Regions from separate parts of the Macaca mulatta genome. Here region 1 is linked to region 2. Evidence: chromatin contacts called from public Hi-C data. All regions are on one chromosome and are shown on one strand. Each heading gives the region's core, a stretch centred on a gene start, on an enhancer-like site or on the middle of the called end of the contact. The rest is flanking DNA. Distances are from core to core; before and after follow the strand shown.

Region 1 (4,526 bases), core at 252-2,751, 100 kb after region 2:
ATGTTCTACAATAGTGATGTTATCTGCAGGAGTAATTGGGGAAGTAGCTTGTCTTGTGACCTCCAGAATAATGGCTGACGAAAGTTTACGCCTGCACCTTAGTGGAATTCAGGCTCCTCTATCCTTCTAGCCTGGTGGTGTAACCGCCCAACGGGTTCACCTTGTCCACTGCCTAGACAGAACCGATTTATCAAGACAAGGGAACTGCAGTGGAGAAGGAGTAATTCACGCAGAGCTGGCTGTGCAGGAATGGAGTTTTATGACTCAAATCAGTCTCCCCGAGCATTCAGGGATCAGCGTTTTTAAGGATAATTTGGCGGGTAGGGCTCAGAAAGTGGTGAGTACTGATTGGTCAGGTTGAAGATTAAATCATAAGGGTTCGAAATGAGTTCTGGCTGACTTCTGTTCCTGGGTGGGATCGCACAAATGGTTGAGCCAGATTATCTGTCTAAGTGATGTCCGAATGCAGGGTCTACAAAACATTTCAAGCACTGATCTTAAGTTTTGCAACAGTGATGTTATTCCCAGGAGCAATTTGGGGAGGTTCAGACTATTGCCGCCAGAGGTTGCCAGCCCCTAAACTGTAATTTTTCATCTCATAGCTTAATTTGTTAGTCCTACAAAGGCAGACTGGTCCCCAGGCAAGAAGGGTTTTTTTGGGAAAGGGCTATTATCAATTTTGTTTCAGAGTTTAATCTATAAACTAAATTCCTTCCCAAGGCTAGTCTGGTCTACACCCACGAATGAACAAAGGCAGTTTAGAGGATAGCAGGAAGATGGGGTGCGTTAGGAGATCTTTCCCTGTCATAATTTCTTCAGTTACGATTTTTGCAAAGGCGGTTCCCGTGGTCTCATTACCTTTACAAAGGCTGTTTAGTTTTGAGGAAGGGCTGCTATCATTTAAACTATAAATGTCTCCCAAAATTAGCTTTGCTTATCCAGGAATAATTAAGGGCAGCTTCAAGGACAAAGGCAAGATGGGGATTGGCCAGATCTCCTTCAGGGCCATCATTCTCTCACTGATACAATTTTTGGCAAAGGCGGTTTCAGAATGCCCGTCTTAATGTAACTGTGGCCCATGTAACGATGTTTAGGGGGTCTTACCTGATTTCTAAAAGGCTGAAATGCTTGTAAGGGCTCTGCTGGACCTGTCCGTACGTCTTTCCTATAAATGCGTCTTTTCTGTAAAAGCTGGGAGGGAGCGAGACAGGGAATCAACACAGCCCCAGGGCTGCCCTGGGTTTATTCCAAGAGTTTGAATCGCGTAACTTGGAGCTGTGTAGCGCCCATCCCATCCACGCTAGGCCCGCGCTCAGAGACAGGCCTACGCACTCGGCCATGGTACGCGTGGGACCGAGCCCACCCCGCTCGGTTCCAGGGAGCGGCAGCTCAGCCCTCACGGGGCCGCCTCCGGGACCGCCACCTGCACCCACCCACGGCTCGCCGCGCGCTTCCGGGGTCGCGTTAGAATCGCGTCAGAGCCGGGCGCCCCAGGCCGCCCATGCGCAGGAGCAGAGCCGACGTGTCAGCGGCGCCCAAGCGGCCCCAGGGCGCTCTCCTCGCCCCGCTCTCCTCGCCAAGCCGCCAATGGGCTCAGGATCCGCCCCTGACGACGTGGGCCCCGCCCCTGGAGACACGCGCCGCGCAGTCGTCACCCGCCCGGGAGCAGGAGGCCGGGGGCGCCCGCCGGCCGGGCCTGGGCGGTCGCCATGAAGCTGACGCGGAAGATGGTCCTGACCCGGGCCAAGGCCTCGGAGCTGCACAGCGTGCGCAAGCTCAACTGCTGGTGAGGCGGGGCCTGGCCGCGGCCGCCCCGGGGTCGGGGGAGGAGCGGGGGCGGGGCCAGGGCGGGGACTGGGGTGAGGGCGGAGCCGGGGAGGGGGCGGGGGCGGGGGTGGAACGGGGGCAGGTGCGGAAGTGGAACGGGGTCAGGTGCAGGGGCGAGGGCGTCAAAGGAGTCAGGGGTCAGGGAGGAGAGGAGACCAGGGGTCGGGGTCGCCGGGGCCCCCCCATTTCCCGGCCCGCCTTTGCCCCGGCTGCCCTGTGGGCCAGATCTGATGTCTGGGGTTGCCAGCAGTCACTGGGACCAAGTCGAATAGGAGAGAGAACTGAGTTCTCGAGGACTGAGTCAGGAAACACGTTGGTAATCAGTACTGGGGGCGGCCGTGCCAAGGGTATGCCTGGCAGGTGATAGGAAGGGACGTGGGTGCGGTGGGACCCATGAAGGCGCAAAAGCGGGTAATACTGAGGCTCACCAGGCCAAGGAGGACCAGGAGCTTCCAGAGGAGGCAGCCTGGAGTTGAGGCCCGCACGATCTCCAGGGCTCCCTGGGGACTCAGCGGAGTCGCTGCGCCCTGTCAACTGGCCGCACCCTGCAGGCGGGGCGTGGGGGTCAGGGAGAGCAGGCGCTTCCTCCCAGGGGTATCCCCATACTGCCCAGAGCGAGCTCTTCTCTGTTAATTAAAAAGCTTTTCTGGGCCGGGCGCGGTGGCTCAAGCCTGTAATCCCAGCACTTTGGGAGGCCGAGGCGGGCGGATCACGAGGTCAGGAGATCGAGACCATCCTGGCGAACACGGTGAAACCCCGTCTCTACTAAAAAATACAAAAAAAAAACTAGCCGAGCGAGGTGGCGGGCGCCTGTAGTCCCAGCTACTCGGGAGGCCGAGGCAGGAGAATGGCGTAAACCCGGGAGGCAGAGCTTGCAGTGAGCTGAGATCCGGCCACTGCACTCCAGCCTGGGCGACAGAGCAAGACTCCGTCTCAAAAAAAAAAAAAAAAAAGCTTTTCTGTCTGCCCTGGCACATTTGGTGTTTTGGCTACAATTCCCCTGTGTCATTTGCTTTCAATAATGCATTTCTTTGTTTTGCACGGGGTGGTCAGTACTCTCACTAAGCTGGAAGAAACAACAACCCGATTTCAGGCTTTTAAAGTTTGCTTCATAAGTCGCCTGTTCACCCTTTGAACTTGGCCTCTTATAAAGACGCCCTTGTTGATGTCTGTCAGTGAGAGATATTAACCTTCTGCTATTCAGGGACCATGAGGAACAGTTCATCTTTTCGTGTCTTACAAATGGCTCTGCTGCTCCTTATCTAAAAGGTACCACCCCAACGTCATACAGTGTAGTTGAAAATCAAGTAAAACAATTGTTTACACCTTTGCCGGTTATATTTTTTGCCACGCCATTAAAATGCTAGAATCTTAAGGTTTGTAGGGAGTCATTGGTAATTTTTGGAATTTTTGTCTTCAGTGTTTTTTATTCAACTTTAACAAAATTAAAGTATCTTTTCTCTCCCCAGGGGCAGCCGCCTCACAGATGTAAGTATTGCTCTGATCATCTCCAAATGGCCTCAGTCCCAAATGTTGTAGCTTCTTCCCCAAGAGAATTTTTAAGTTGACAAAACTGCCCCTATCAGTTCAGTCCCACACTTGGTACTTTGTTCACTTGGCGGGTTTCGTTATGTAGAACCACTAATGGAAAAACAATTCTCCAGTACCAGGCTGATTTTGCTGTTCCCGTCAACATAAATGAAACGCTGTTTGTCACTTGGTCACAGAGGAGGGGAGCAATAGTTTGGAACTTGCTATCACCTGGAAAGGAATCCCAGGACGGTTTGTTTTACTTTGTTAAGGGGAAGTTGAAGGTCTGCACCCCCTCTTCTTGGTCACATCTAGCCTTGTGCCCCCCACCGCTACCCCAAAGGCGGCAGAGAACAAGCCCTGCTGGGAGAACTTGAGCGTGTGCGTCTGTGAAAAGATTTCTTTCTTCTCTTCCCTCATTCTCTTTCTCAGTCCAAAATGTCCCCAACTTCCAACTTACACAAGGATTGCATACCAATTGTTTCTTTCTTTCTTTCCTGTTTTTTTTTTTTTTTTTTGGCCCAGGCTGGAGTGCAGTGGCGCGATCTTCGCTCACTGCAACCTCCACCTCCCGGGTTCAAGCGATTCTTCTGCCTCAGCCTTTGAGTAGCTGGGACAACAGGCGCCCACCACCATGCCTGGCTAATATTTGTACTTTTTGGTAGAGATGGGGTTTCACTGTGTCGGACAGGCTGGTCTTGAAGCCCCTGAGTTCAGGTGATCCACCTGCCTCAGCCTCCCAAAGTGTTGGAATTACAGGCGTGAACCACCATGTCCAGCCCAATTATTATTTATCTCTTTATTCTCTGTTTTTTAAATTTGAACTGTACCTTTCCTTAAAGACAAAAAAAAAAAGCCTGGACACATGGCACCGGATGTAATCTGTTTTGTGCTGTAACTGAAATACTGCATGTTTAGCAGTGACTATATAAACACACCATGGTCATAGACACGAGTCCCTTATACATGGGATGCATCTCACTAGGCTCTGAGCTCGCTGAGGTTGGGGCCCTGCCAGTCACCCAATCTGCTGGTGCCATGCCTGGCATATGGTGGGCTCTCACATATGTGGGGGCTTTCCAGGTTGTGAAGGCTTTGTGGACCACCCTGGGCACCTCACCCCTGAATTGACAGTACCAGTGTGATCTGAGATCCAGTTTTAAGCCTGT
Region 2 (4,399 bases), core at 65-2,564:
CTCTGGAAACAGGGCTCATGTTCCAATGTACCTGGAACAGTGGAACAAGGCTCATGTTTACCTACAGTGCACTTTGTAGGTAAACAAGGGCAAGCCAGCTCCTCAGCACAGGACTTATCAGCGCCTTCAGCAGGTGAACCTGAACCCGAGCCCCCTGTCGTGAACCCTCACGCTTGTGGAGCACCCCGTGTCCTCTGCGTGCATATCCACAGCCTGCGGGCCCTGTGTGGGAGAGGCTCGCGTGGTGGAAGGAGGCGGAATGTCACGATGGACAGCCCAGGTTGAAGTCCCATTGGGATCATTTCCTGATGGTGTCACAGGCAGTCTTTCTGTTTCACTAAGCTTCAGGTTCCTCATCCTTCACACGGATGATGGCAAAACCATCCAGCCTGGAGGTGCTGCTGTGCCCGAGGGCAACAGTGGGGAGCACAGCACACATGGCTGTGACACCTGCCTCAGGGAATAGCAAAAGCATCATCAGTTACCACCTACTACAGAAGTGACAGCAGCCATCGGCGGGGGTCTGCTGGAACAGGCGCTAGGGCCCCGGGCCAATGGGGTCCTTGGAGGCAGGGGCGCTGGGCAGAGACTTCAGGTACTCCAGGTGCCTCCGGGCATCCTCCTGGTTGTGGCGCACATAGTACACGATATAGGCGATCACCATGGCGAACCAGCCGAACATGGTGACCAGCATGGCCACATCTGTGGTCCTGTGGGGGACACTGCAGAGGCTGGCACCTGCATCCAGAGCCTGAACCAGAGGCTTCCCCACAAACTCCTCCTGCACTGAGGTGTGGCAGGCGATCTCGTCCACAGAGTCGGGGTCCAGCTTCAGCTCCCACAGGGCCTCCTGCAGGGCACACTCACAGTGCAGGGGGTTGTGGGACAGGCGTATTTTGGCACTGAGCTTGCCCAGGGCGTCCTTGGGGATCCTCTGGATGCGGTTGTAGGACAGGTCCAGCAGCCGCAGGCCCCCCGCCAGGCCCGCGAAGGTGGCGGGGCCAATGGCCTCGATGGCGTTGTGAGACAGATCCAGCTCCCTGAGCCGGTGCAGGTGCTGGAAGGCCCCGTCCGGGAGGTGGGAGATCTTGTTGGCATCCAGCTTCAGGAGCACGGTGTCGGCCGGGATGTCCTGGGGGACCTCCTGCAGGCCCCGCAAGCTGCAGTAGACAGCAACAGCCCCTGCATGGTCAGGGCACCGGCAGGGCTGCGGGCAGGTGGCGCCCAGGCGCAGGCAGAAGAGGAGGAAGAGACAAGACCCCCGGGTGGAGACCAGCAGGAGGGAGGGGCGAGGCAGGCGCACGGTGCCCATCCTGAGCTGGCCTGGGAATGGGGAGATGCGCGCCTCTGCTCAGGCCTGGAGATGGAGCTCTTTTCTGCTGCAAGGCCTTATCCAACCAGACAAGAACCCGCCATCCTGCCGGGCTGGAAGAAGCAGTGCACTCCACTCTGGCAGCTCTGAAAGGGAAGACGCAGGAGGGAGGGGAGAGGGAAGGAGGGTGGTCAGCACTGCCTGCTGCAGTCATCTGGGAAACGCGTCCACTGGTGGGGAGGTTGTCCAGGGCCCGCCGAAGGGTCTGGGATGGGGAGCACGCCTCCTTAAACAGCTCTGCCTGTAACTTACTTCTGGAGACTCCCAATGCGCCCGGGAGGAGCGTCCCACAAGTGCTGGCACTGCCAGGGGGCTCCGTGTGGCGCAGTCGGTGGTCACTGCGGTCAGCCCTGGCCACCTCCCACACCGCTGGGGACCAAAGGCCGGGTGGCGGGGTGGCGGCGGCCTGGGACCACCCAGCCCCTCCTCAGGGTGGATGCCAGGAGGACGGGGACGGCTGGAGATTCTGCCAAACCTGGAGCGCGGGTCAAGACGGGCACGTGGCCGGGCACCAGCGGGCGCTCGCGCGCCAGGGGCTACTCCCGCAGCCAACGCCTGGCTGACTCCGACAATCCCTAAAAACTGTAATAACCCAGCAAGCCTTTCCCTGCCAGCCCTAAAGCAGCCGCGGCTCGCACCGGGCGCAGAACCGCGCCTTTTCTTTCAACTGCCTGAAGGAAGAAGCGGAGAAAACGGAGAAGCCAAGCCCTGTGCGCGCGGCCCGCGTTGGGCGTGGACGGCGGGGCCGCGCGCGGAGCCGGCCGGGAGGGGCTCGGACCCCGGGACCTCGAGCCTTTAGACCCTCCGGCCCTAGGACCCCCGGAACCTGCGACCCCCGAGACCCGAGCACTCGCGGCGGGGGGATGGTCACGGGTGGTGGGGGATCCATGCTCCCAGGGCTGGGCGGGGGCTTTACCTGCGCGGCGGCGGCCGGAGGCTGCTCTGCGCGCTGCTCCCGGGTCTCTCGGAGCCCGCCAGACCCGCTTCCACCCCTGGCGCGGTGGCGACCCTGCTGCCCCTGCGCCCGCGCCCGCGACCACTGGCTGGGGAGGCCGCGGCTCCGGCCTGCGCTGGCGAGGGGCGGGGAGGGGCGGGGCCTGGAGGGAGGGGCGGGACGAAAGGCGGAGACTGGCTGTGTCGATTCCCGCGTGGGCGGGGGAAGGGGCGGGGCATGTAAGGAGACCTGAATGGGATTTGTTGTTAGGCGGGGGCGGGGTTTGAGGGCGGGGCCTGGAAGAGATGGGGCGGGGCATAGGAGGAGCTGGTGGTGCGGCTTTAGATGGAGCCGGTACTAAGACTCAGGTCGCAGGGGCTGTGGGCGGGTTGTGGGCGTGGTTGCGGGACTGAGGACGCGGTGGTGGAGGCTGAGGGCGTGGTTATGGGTGTGGGCGGGGTCTGCGGGCCGGGAGGAGCTACCGATCCAGCCCCTGCCCCTCACTGTGGGCAAATCCCCTCTTCCCCGTGGCATCGGGGCTTCTGGCGCTTGAAGACCCTGGGTCTGCGGGAAGCCCCTGCTGAGCGTCCCTCGCCTACCCCGTGGCCAGTGGGTGAGTAGGGCTAGATCTCCGCCCATCTAGGTCCCCTCCTGCCCCAGCTCCCGCGTCTGACATCCCAAGGAGGAATGCAGGGTGGGGGCATTTGAGCCGGACCTGAACCATCCTCATGATTCTCAAAAAGTAGTTTTATTGTGATGTAATTGATAGACGGTAAGCTACACATTTTAATTTGATAAGTTTTGACACTCGGATATGCCTGTGAAACCATCACCACAATCAGCCTAGTGAACACCCTGGGTTCCCTCTTGGTCATCTCTCCCTGCCCTCCCTCATCCCCAGGCAAGCACTGATCTGCCTGCTGTCACTACAGATTACTTTGCATTTCCTGTAATTTGCACAAATGGAATCGTATATGTGCTTTTTGTGTAGCTTCTTTCACTCAGTGCAATTATTTTTGAGATTCACCTGTGTCGTTTGGTTTGTCAATGGGTAGTTCTTGCATGGCTGCGTGGTACTCCAGTGTATGAGTGTACCACAGTTTGTTTCCATTCACCTGCTCGTGGGTATTTGGGTGGTTTCTGGTGTTGGCTCTTACAGATAAAGCTGATCCAAACATTGTGCACAAGTCTTTGAATGAATGCTTTTCTTTCTCTTGAATAGATGTCTAGGAGTGAAGTGGCTGGATGCCATGGTAGCCATATGTGAAACTTTTTAAGAAACTGCCAAAGCGATTGTATGGTTTTACATTCCACATCCTCCCCAGCACTTGGTATGATTGGTCTTTTTAATTTCAGATACTCTAATAGGTGTGTGGTGATAGCTGGAATTGTGGTTTTAATTTGTATTTCCCTGTTGGCCAGTGATGTTGAGCATCGTTTCATCTGTTTATTCTCCATCTCCCATAGTAAGCATTGAGTTCAAATCTTTTACTCACTTTTTTTTTTTTTTTTTTTTTTTTTTTTTTTTTTTTTTTTGAGATGGAGTCTTGCTCTGTCGCCCAGGCTGGAGTGCAGTGGCGCAATCTCGGCTCACTGCAAGCTCCGCCTCCCGGGTTCACGCCATTCTCCTGCCTCAGCCTCCCGAGTAGCTGGGACTACAGGCGCCCACCCCTGCGCCCGGCTAATTTTTTCTATTTTTAGTAGAGACGCGGTTTCACCATGGTCTCGATCTCCTGACCTTGTGATCCGCCCACCTCGGCCTCCCAAAGTGCTGGGATTACAGGCGTGAGCCACCACGCCCGGCCTTTTTACTCACTTTTAATTGGGTTGTTTATTTTCTTATTGAGTTTGGGAGTTTGTTGTATATTCTGGATACAAGTTCTTTATCAAATATGTGATCTGTAAACATTTTCTCTGAGCCTTTGGATTGTGTGTTCATTCTCCTAACAGGTTTTCAAAGAGCAGAAGTTTTTTTAACTGTCAGGAAGTGCAACTTATGATGTTTTGTTTTGTTTTGTTTTATGGATCCTGCTTTTGGTGTCATATATAAGATTTGCCTCACCTAAAGTCACAAGGGTTTTAGAGTTTTAAAG

Evidence for each region. A called contact is a pair of places that touch in the nucleus more often than the background predicts.
Region 1: a contact with region 2 is called in a Hi-C map of cortical neurons, with 2.4 times the contacts expected there. The contact joins the promoter of CFAP410 here to the promoter of LRRC3 in region 2. A contact is called at or near these places in 2 of 14 Hi-C or Micro-C datasets (cortical neurons and liver).

Annotation. Positions count from the first base shown.
Region 1 is chr3:3,194,497-3,199,022 of T2T-MMU8v2.0, forward strand. CFAP410 (cilia and flagella associated protein 410) reads left to right here and starts at 1,502. Exons shown (of 6, transcript XM_077995651.1): 1 at 1,502-1,786.
Region 2 is chr3:3,091,352-3,095,750 of T2T-MMU8v2.0, forward strand. LRRC3 (leucine rich repeat containing 3) reads right to left here and starts at 1,315. Exons shown (of 1, transcript NM_001194240.1): 1 at 529-1,315. The coding sequence starts at 1,312. The coding sequence ends at 539. It overlaps LOC114676790 (a long non-coding RNA gene), which reads left to right and starts at 2,900. Exons shown (of 3, transcript XR_013414871.1): 1 at 2,900-2,919.